Linked DNA regions of Mus musculus: region 2 is linked to region 1. Evidence: chromatin contacts called from public Hi-C data. All regions are on one chromosome and are shown on one strand. The core of a region is the stretch at or near the end of the contact, and the rest is flanking DNA. Distances in the headings are between cores, read along the strand shown. Region 1 holds the start of Wdr5b (WD repeat domain 5B). Region 2 overlaps Ccdc58 (coiled-coil domain containing 58).

Region 1 (5,114 bases), core at 914-3,413:
TTTGTGAAAAGAACTTTAAATCAAAACAGCTTCAGTTTCTGTGAACTCTTGTTTCATATCCAATACAAAAATTGTGGACTCTATAGATTTACTACAAAGCTTGAATGATTTTTTGTCTACTATTCACCTCCGTATGGGTGTGTGTGTGTGTGTGTGTTTGTGTGTGTGTGTGTGACAGTATTTTTAGGTGAGGTTCTCATGAAGCCCAGGCTAGCTTTAACTCCTTTGTAGCTGTTAAGTTTGAACTGGCCCCCCATGCTTCCAATGCGGAGTGGTGAAATTATAGGTAGGCACCACCACACGCAACTCTTGAGTGCTGCTGAGAGCCGAATTTGCAGCTTTGAGAATTTTAGGCAAATATTCTGCTTTTTGATCCATAATTCCAACTTGACCCACATTTGAAAATTACAGAGTATACATGCTCGTTTGTGATTGCAGTGTTTGCAGAGTGTTTACACATCTCTACCCATATTCCCTTAGCCCAAGCAAGTCAGTGAAGTCCAGAACAGGGACTGTAATAAGGAACACTGGCTTTCAACAATTTGAACTATGTAGGTAAGGAGAAATAAAACACAAAAGACCAGTGTTGAGGACAAAATAGTGCAGGGCTCGGGGGGAGTGGTGTGGGCAGCAAGCTATAAGCATGTGGTTTTACAAGGATAGCACGATATGTGTGTGTGTGTGTGTGCGTGCGCGCGCGCGCGCGGGAGCGCAGCTTTTTAAAGCTACTCAGTTACAGGCGGTGCTCAGTCCTTCCTGTTTAGTCTGAATAGGTTTTCCAGATTGGGTAGAGGCTTGGGAACTGGATTTCTACTCCCAAAAGCTGCTTTGAGGAAACCAGTTAAAACAGTCCAGATAGGAGTAATCTTCGAAGACCATATAAGTCTGGCACATGTTTCTTTTTTTTTTTTTAAATGGTTTTTTAAAGGAGAAACAGATTTTTGATTTTTTTTTTTTTCAGTGAACAAAGCAAAACCTAGAGGTCCCCTTACGCGAAGGGTAGCTTGTTGTAAAAGGAAGAAATGCGGGCTGGTGAGATGGCTCAGTGGTTGAGAGCACCCGGAGTTCAAATCCCAGCAACCATATGGTGGCTCACAACCATCTGTAAGAAGATCTGATGCCCTCTTCTGTAGTGTCTGAAGACAGCTACAGTGTACTTACATATTATAAATAAATCTTTTTTTTTTTTTTTTTTAAAGGAAGACATGCTACTGCTTAGGAGCTCAGGATCCTGCTCTGCTTGCTGCCATTTAGGATTACTATTTCCTGGTGAACACTGTCACCAAATCTCCTTCCTGAGAGCTAAGCAGATCCTAGTAATTTGTTAGGACAGTTTGTTAATATTAGACCATGAGTAACGACAAACAGTTTTACTTACAGCCTTTTCTTTTTGGGAGTCCCCAATGCTATTTATACACAAGGTATCCTACACATCAAAAAGTGCGTTTTACCCTTCAAAGTTCAAGTCATGTCTTAATCCTACCAACGTACCAAGTCTGCGCATCTTTTGTCCCTCGTGCTTGTGTGTGTAGTGAACTAAAGGTCCATCACCATCCTGGTTTAGCTCCTAGGTTGTACCCATTATATCCTTTTGGTTTTCTAGTCATTAGAAAAATATATATTTACTTGAAATAAAGCCTAAAATTTGTTATTCAATGTGCTTTAGGTGAGTTAATAAAAATGGAAAGTTTTTGAATTGATGATATAATCTCTATATCAGAAGTCACCGTAGTCCAGGCTTCAGATGTAGTTCAGTGGTTAAGATCATTGGCAGTTCTCCAGAGGACCTTCCAGCACCTACAGGCAGCTCACAACCATCTGTAACTCCATTTCCAGGATGATGGGACTCCTGACCCTGAGGGTAGGTATTGCATTCGCAAAGTACACACACAGGCAGCTATTATTATTATAATCTTGGCAGCTAAACTCAGTCGGGGTGGGTGTGGACAGAGGTACCCTCAATATGCACAGCCTTCATGAAGTGCCTGCTGCGCCCTTTCCTGCACCCAGCTCTCTCAGGGAAAAAAACCGGGTTCAGTGTCAACTTCCTGTCCTGGAGAACCGGAAGAAAATGCATGTCTCCTTCGGCGCGTGCGCAGCCTGGCAGGATGCGTACCTAGCGTCGTCCTGGGCTCTACTTGAGCCTCTCATAAATCCTGTTTTGTGTGACGTCATCTGTTGCTTGAGGTTCCCAGACATTTTGGAGCTGCGGAGGGCGTGGAAGAGGAAAGGTGCAGCCCCGAACCCCCGCGGATCGGCCTAGTCCTTTGACAGCATCTGACACGAGTACGGATCCCAGGATCACTGTGATCCGTGATGCTATAGAAGAAAGCAAGACGGGGAGTGGTTCAAACTTCGTTGCTGACTGGGAACGGACCTTATAGAGGAGCCCATGTTACAATCAAAACCATCCGCCTTCCAACCGCAAGTTTTAACTTCTGTAAGTTTCAGGGCGGGAAGCCCGCGCAAATTATAGAGCCGGATCTATGGCGACCGAGCATCTGCCAGCAGAGAGAGCACAGTCACTTCTCTCTGCCCCCCGGCGCGAGGAAGAGCCGCAGAAACCCAACTATGCTCTCAGACTTACTCTTGCGGGGCACTCGGCGGCCATATCATCAGTTAAATTTAGTCCTAATGGCGAATGGCTAGCGAGTTCTGCAGCTGATGCACTAATTATAATTTGGGGAGCATACGATGGGAATTGTAAGAAAACACTCTATGGTCACAGTCTGGAAATATCAGATGTTGCCTGGTCTTCAGATTCTAGTCGTCTAGTTTCAGCCTCAGATGATAAGACTCTAAAGGTATGGGATATGAGATCTGGAAAATGTCTGAAAACACTGAAGGGGCACAGCGATTTCGTCTTCTGTTGTGACTTCAACCCACCATCCAACCTCATCGTTTCGGGCTCTTTTGATGAGAGTGTGAAAATATGGGAAGTAAAAACAGGAAAATGCCTCAAGACTTTGTCTGCACATTCGGACCCCATTTCTGCCGTAAATTTTAATTGTAATGGGTCCTTGATAGTGTCCGGGAGCTATGATGGGCTTTGTAGAATTTGGGATGCTGCGTCAGGCCAGTGTTTAAGGACACTTGCTGATGAAGGCAACCCTCCAGTGTCTTTTGTAAAATTTTCTCCAAATGGTAAATACATTCTCACTGCAACTTTGGACAATACTCTTAAACTGTGGGATTACAGCAGGGGCAGATGCCTGAAGACATACACTGGTCATAAGAATGAGAAATACTGCCTATTTGCCAGTTTCTCGGTTACTGGTAGAAAGTGGGTTGTGTCTGGTTCAGAGGACAACATGGTTTACATCTGGAATCTTCAGACTAAAGAGATTGTACAGAGGTTGCAAGGTCACACAGATGTGGTGATCTCAGCAGCCTGTCACCCTACAAAAAACATCATCGCATCAGCAGCACTAGAAAATGACAAGACAATTAAAGTGTGGTCGAGTGACTGCTGAAGTCTCTGGCAGGCGATGAGGAAAGCCAAGTTAGACACAAAATCCAAAGGATGGTCTCTCTGGATTCTGGCAAAGCTTAAACTGTCCTTGAGTCTGAATCATCTTACTTTGCAAAGTGAGACCCTTGTAAAAACAGGTCTAGGACTTAGGGCTTGTGAATCCTAGTCTTGAGGCCTGCTAGGAATCTCCTGTGCTCACCCCTGGACAGAGCCTCATTCTTTCACTGGCTTTCCCAGGGGGGTAAGGTTTTTGGAATATCTGGAAAGGTGACACAACAGGATGACCCAGGGGAGGAGGGACGTGTAGCCTCTGGTTTGGGAGGTCATTAAGGGCAGTGACATTAGGGAGGCAATGAGAGGATTGGAGACATTTTACATGTCACTTGTATATTTTTGTTATTCAATATGATTGGGCATCAAATTGCCAAATTAATCTGTCAAGTTGGGGACAATAAATCATGGTCCGGTTTGTTCTATGAATGATAAACTATCCAACACATACAACACACACAGTGCTTTTTGATGATAAATATGAAAGTGACAAAAATCAAAGCATTTGATACCTAAAATGAAGCAAAGGCAGAAAGTACATATAGCTAGACAGCATATGGACCATTAGATTTCTGAAGCCATAGGCAGCGTTCCATCATATGTGCGTCTCCGTAAGTTCCCAGACAGTGGCACGTGGTACCTTTAAAGTTACAGCTGTTAACTGAGAGCTCTCGTGTCTGATGGCTAGAATGTCGTGTCATGTTAGCTCTCGGGAGGCGTGTGAGAGTCAGTGAAGTGTTAACAGCAGAAACTACCCGCATACCAGACACCTTGCTAGCCTAAGGACAAGCTAATGGAGATGTACTGATCTAAGTGGTTACTTTCCAACACTTAGAAGTACAGGCATGGCGTTTTCCTAAGTACAAAATGTAATACCCTGAGGGTAGGAAAGGGACTGATTGGGAGCCAAGCCATGAACTAGGAGGTAGCAGTTGTCCCCCAGAAAGTCCAGGATGAATAACTCAAAACTCATGGCCAGACTACTCTCATGCCAGGGCATTCTCAAAGGCTCTTCAAAATGCCTCTGCCTACTGCCATGCCAGACCATTCAGTGCATGGGGAGCCAGCCTTCACAAAGACACCCTGGCTTCTTATCCTGTCAGGCATGGTATACATAAGAGAGACCTATAGGACTCATGTCTCACCTTTGGTAGGTGAGAAGAAGCTAGCTAATGAACCTGATACTCCCAAGAAGAGATAATACTATAAACTTGGAATTATTTGCCTCTTTTCCACTTTGCACAGTGGGGAGGCTAGGTTTTACTTGGATGAAAGCAACAAAACAAAGACAAGTCATTCTTTAAGAAAATGTATTTGTTCCTCTACAGCATTAATAGGGAAGTGGAATACATCTGTGCAAAATACATGTCTGCAAAGTGAGTCTCAGATTGTATCCTTTGTAAAGCAGGTTTCTTGTTGCAGCCTTACTCCTGGGTTTTCCAAATACTTCTAGTCTGTTTTGGCCTTCATAGCTGCCTCCTCTCTCAGACGGGCTTTCCTTTCCAGGTTCAAGCTTGTTAAAGACTCATGTCTTTTCGCAGCCTAAAAGGAAATACATTTGGAGAGATGATGGCAGGTCTGGAAGGCTGTT
Region 2 (4,809 bases), core at 1,575-4,074, 49 kb after region 1:
GATCAATCAATATTGTTGTCTGTTTCAGATAGCACAGTGGGCTTGTGTGTCAGATGACTGGAAAGGCAATGTAAGTAAGTAGTGTGGAGCTTGGGGTTTGTTTAGCAGGTGTAACCAGATGCACAGGGTCACACAGCAAGTAGGCAGGGCTACTGTGCTTTCTCAGCTGTTCTGCTAACTCAGTGACTCCCTGGATGCAGCCTCAACCCGGTGTTTATGTCTCTCTCCGTGAGTACTGCTTAGGTCTCTGCTGCATACTTGTTTATTCACCGGGCAGTGACGGAGTCTCCAGGTGGTGAACATGTTTAAATAGGCCTTGTTCTTCCCCGTGATGTTCAGGGTTGTTTGTAGGTTAGTTTGTACAACTGGTCAGGGTCTAAGTAGCTCCGAGCTTTCTATTTCTTGAGAGCATGACTGCAACCCTGTCCTTCACTATGAGGAAAGGCCATCCTTTCCAGCTAATCCACTAGCTTCACTAGTGATGGAGGGAAGACAGGCTGTGCTGTCCGGATCAGCCCAGTGGATCCTAACCAGCGATGGTGTGAGCAGTGCAGCAGCCATGTTACCCTTACTTCCTGGATTTGTTACCAATGTTGACGGGGTGTGAGGCAGAACTGCTAAGTCATACTGAAAAGTCAGAGTTGGCTACCATTGCTAGTGAGGTGCAGAGTCCAGGAGAGCCCTGGTATTGGGAGTGATTATGTCTCTGTTTGCTCAGCCCTCATATCTGCCCCTTGCCCTTAGTGCCTGGAAGGCACAGCCACATGGACTGCAGGGAGGGGCATCGGAAGGAAGCAGAGAGCAATGTAAGGCTTGCTTCGCAGCCAGCGAGGGCAGCTGACTGTGCTGTAGCAGAGGAGGAAATACTACAGCTGTTTATCTTCCAAGTGAGGTTATGGAATCTGAAAGAGTCCTTCAATGTTCCAGGCCTTCCTCATTCACTGAGGATGCAGGGACTTGAAGTGGTAGCTCTGAAGTCACAAGTTAGGAAGTGGCTAGGCATTTTAATAACTTAATTGTCAAGCATACCATCTTCAATCTCACCCTCCACAAACTTTGTACAACCTACTCTAGCCATTTATATGTTAGGGCTCTGGTTTTTGTTTTTTGTTTTTTTTTAATAGTTTCTATTTGGAAAATTCCAGGCATTTTATTTCTTACTATATAAAATCCTTTTTATCTAAAACATATTCATTCTCACCCCACCCCTTTTCAAATATGAGCTAGCTTATTCTGGAGCCAAATGTGAGTGACCGTGGCCTGGAAACACCAAACTAGATCACCCCAAGCTCCATGCTTCACGGAAGCATTTTCATAGAGGTTTTATAGTAAGAGAACAAAGTAAGTTCTTTCTAACCTTTCTTATCAAAAATTATCTCATATTTTCCACCTCTTTCTTACCTACTTACTGTTTTTGTTTCTTTAAATGAGAACTGAATTAAAATTATATATATAAGGCACAATGTAGCAAAATAAGACTGTACTCTATTGGTATCAATTTTCTGTTTTTCTTTTTTTCTGTCTGTTGCAAGTCTTAAACAAACTTCTTAACATCTTTGATTTTTATACCTCACTGCTCCAGGGGCAGAGGTCACACAAAATTGAGAATTAGAGACATTTTATATCCCGACAAACACCTACAGAGATGTCAGTGACCTTTAGTAGTTGGTGTTTTGTCGACAAGAGAAGGCAGAAGAGAGCTGAAAAGGCTTGCTTGCCTTCATGCTAACCTGTAACCACAGTGTCAGGCACAGAAGGTGTTTCCGCCTTGATCAACAGTAGGCACATGGGAGGCCTGCTTTCCTTGGGTACATCCTCGCTTCCTCCAGCACAGGTCTTAACATTCCCCATGTGGAACACCATTGATTTGGGTTCTTGAATTATCTAGCAGGAATTGGCTGGGGAAAGCTCCACTAGGAGTCCCAGGCAGGCCAGTGTCCCCTGGGTGAGGCTTCCGGGTGGAATAACATCCTAACGGGGAGGCAGTCAGCTGGCAGTTCCGGTGAGCTTTCTCTCCGTGGATGAGCTTCCTGTAGCTGAACTTCTGGCCTCCTTCCCTTGGAGGCGTGTTTCTGTCTGATAGAAGCAGTGGTGATGTCCATTAGAAATGCCGTGCTTCCTAGTTTTCAGGGAAATTTTATTCTTGAGCTGGTTTGCTGCTCTTTTCCTCCCTGTCACAGAGTGAGTAGGGCCAGCTCATCCCTAGACACAGGGCCTTGGAGGACGCCTTGAGACAGGCATGCTTGGGTCTGAATTGTGGAGGGACAGTGCTTCCAGGGCCAGTGTCTCAGAGAGCTCAAACAAAAATGACAGCTTACTAATTAATGCACATTACATATGCTTTGTAAAAATTGATTTTCTCTTTATGTTGTATATGAGTACATATGGGGGGTGGGGTATGGTCTTCTGCGCTGGTGTACGTGAGGCCAGAGGTTATGTCGGGATGTCTTCCTCAATCACTTCTCCAGCTTATTTTTTGAGGCAGGGTCTCACTCATGTGGGAGCTTGCAGTGTTAGCTAAATTGGCTGGCCAGCAGGTCCCCAGGATCTGCCTGTATCTACCCTATCACCATTCCTCCAGCACTGGGTGCTATAGTTTTAACTCTTTACAGTTCAGAATTCCTATTTTTCTCTTGCAGTTGAAATGGATGCAGTCAGAACTAAATGTCGAAGAAGTGGTAAATGACAGGAGCTGGAAGGTAGGAAATAATGTTGATTTTTATAGAGAAATAGGAGAAAAACTGAACAAGCAGGAGACAACCAGGGGAGGGCAGTGCAGGCAGGCTCTGAGAACAAAGAACCCCAGCAACGCTGAGGGTGTGAGTGCTGTTAACTTCAGAGGATCTGTGACCTACAGAGGGGGGTTAGATACGTTCTTTGTATCTCCTAACACTAACTGTATATGGTTAACATTCAGAGTTTTTACTGTAGTAAAGAGAACTTTCAAAGAGGTTATTTGTTAAACTTAGCCTTTTGTGTAGTTACTTTTCATAAAAACAAAGTTGCCAGCATTATTCTGCAATTGTGTCGGTTAATATTCATGGAGTCTCATTGAATGCAGTTACACAGGGAACACTAAGGAGAAGGAAAGAGCAGGCAGACTTAGCTCCCCCACTCTCCTCTAGGTCTCATTAGGGTTAAATATTAGCCGCTGGGCACTGACTGACTTCTGGCATTTAATAATTGCTTATCTCGTCAGGAGCTTTGGTTGCAGAAATAATTTTGTTTCACAATGTTCACAAACAAGGAAGAAAGAGAAAGAAAAGAAATAAAAGCAAAGCAAAGCAGTCGTTAAGCAGAGCGATGCTGGTGTCTTGCTGTGTGACCTTCCAGATTTCATATGCATGGCCAGGCTTGTTAACTGTTTTTAAAGTCGTGAGTGAAATCATCCTCTACCTACTTGTAGTCACCTTTTTTTTTACTGTGTCATTAAATTTAAAAAGACTCACAGCATGCGAAGACATGACCAAATTACAGACTATAAATTGAGTGTCTTATGGCATTTCTTTATCCTGTCTTCCTGGCCAAAATGTAGCCTGAACTTGTCCTTCTATCAGCTTGAGGGCTGTGCTCCTTGGAAGGTTTGGCAATGATTGTATATTCATACATTCTCTGAAGAAGATAATTTACTCTGGGGCTGATGTGAAAGGGGTGTGGTGAATGTCTGGCTTTCGAGAGGCTGTCCAGAGGATTTTGGAACACGCCAAGTGTGATAGAGTGGAACCTTTTGGATGTGATATCCAGGTGCTCTTCAGTATGCTGGGATTACATCCCAGGAGACCCAAGTGTTCTCAGGACACTTAGCAGTGGGCTGCGCTTAGGCATCAAGAGAGTATTATTCTATCATTAGCCCACAGAAAAGTCAAAACTTAGCCAGGCATGGTGGCCCATAACTCAGGAGGCTACAGCAGGAGGATTGTGAGTTTCAGGCCAAGCCAAACAAATAGCAAGTTCAAGGCCAGTATAAACCACAAAGCAAGACCCTGCCTCAAAATGCAAATTCAAACCATTGACGGGTGTGCAGTGAGCATCTGCCTCTGCTGTGAGGTCTTCCGCTTGGAGGGAGGGATGTGCTTTCACGTGCCGGCGGCTTGCTCCTTGTATTGAGTTTCCTTTGTCACAGAAGTATGATGAATGTGTATGTGTTCTTTAACGCACATCAGAAGTCTTCTCACATAAGAATGTTAATCGCTTCCTTATCCTTTTTACACCGTTGACCCCTCTGAATTCTTCTACCAAGAACTTTCTGTAACTAGCCCCATTTAGTCTAAAGGCTTTCTCGACATTTCTGAGATGTTGTTTCAAATTTTTGGAAGCAAGGTGATCAAAACAAGAAATACACAAATACACATAATTTAGCAGAAGACAGGTCCAGCCAGCAAATGGGTGCTGACATTGTCTACTGAATGTTACCAAGGTATACATTATGCTTAATTTGGTGTGCTAAAGAGACTTACTGTTTCCGAACCCTACATCATGGTAACATACTCCAATTCTGTTGATCTGAATTTATATCCAGGCTGATTTATACAGGATATCTGGGTGACTTTTGTTTCTGTTTGAATATCTTAGGTGTTTAATGAACGCTGCCGAGTTCACTTCAAGCCTCCAAAGAATGAGTAGAGAGAGAGTTTTTTTAAGACTCGGTCATCTCATCGCCTGGGCATGACAGATGTCAGCAGGGCCAGGTTCTGAGGGTGGTCTCTGAGCCAGCAGGCTGAGACCTTTGGTTGGTTCAGCCCCATTCAGCCAAGACCTCAAGTCTAATTCTCATAATTATAAAATAATCAATTGCTATTTTATACTGAT

Evidence for each region. Hi-C and Micro-C count contacts between places; a contact is called where the count stands out from the background.
Region 2: a Hi-C map of liver shows a contact between it and region 1, with 2.9 times the contacts expected there. The contact joins the enhancer-like site here to the promoter of Wdr5b in region 1. A contact is called at or near these places in 3 of 484 Hi-C or Micro-C datasets (8-cell embryo, liver and morula), 3 of 115 datasets of contacts at active chromatin or transcription factors (the SCID.adh cell line, embryonic stem cells and intestinal villus epithelium) and 3 of 9 other capture datasets (adipose tissue, liver and pancreatic islet).

What each region holds. Positions count from the first base shown.
Region 1 is chr16:36,039,027-36,044,140 of GRCm38.p6, forward strand. Wdr5b (WD repeat domain 5B) reads left to right here and starts at 2,164. Exons shown (of 1, transcript NM_027113.2): 1 at 2,164-3,948. The coding sequence starts at 2,487. The coding sequence ends at 3,473. Fam162a (family with sequence similarity 162, member A) reads right to left here. Exons shown (of 5, transcript NM_027342.2): 5 at 4,818-5,065. The coding sequence ends at 4,973.
Region 2 is chr16:36,087,262-36,092,070 of GRCm38.p6, forward strand. Ccdc58 (coiled-coil domain containing 58) reads left to right here. Exons shown (of 5, transcript NM_198645.2): 4 at 2,640-2,699; 5 at 4,573-4,809. The coding sequence ends at 4,623. Among named protein-coding and RNA genes, the nearest start is that of Gm41450, 13 kb to the right of the region's middle. Within about 2 kb of position 2,825, at least 12 of the 459 cell types and tissues checked have an H3K27ac peak or open chromatin away from gene starts, as enhancers often do. A contact at or near this core is called in liver, where this site is marked.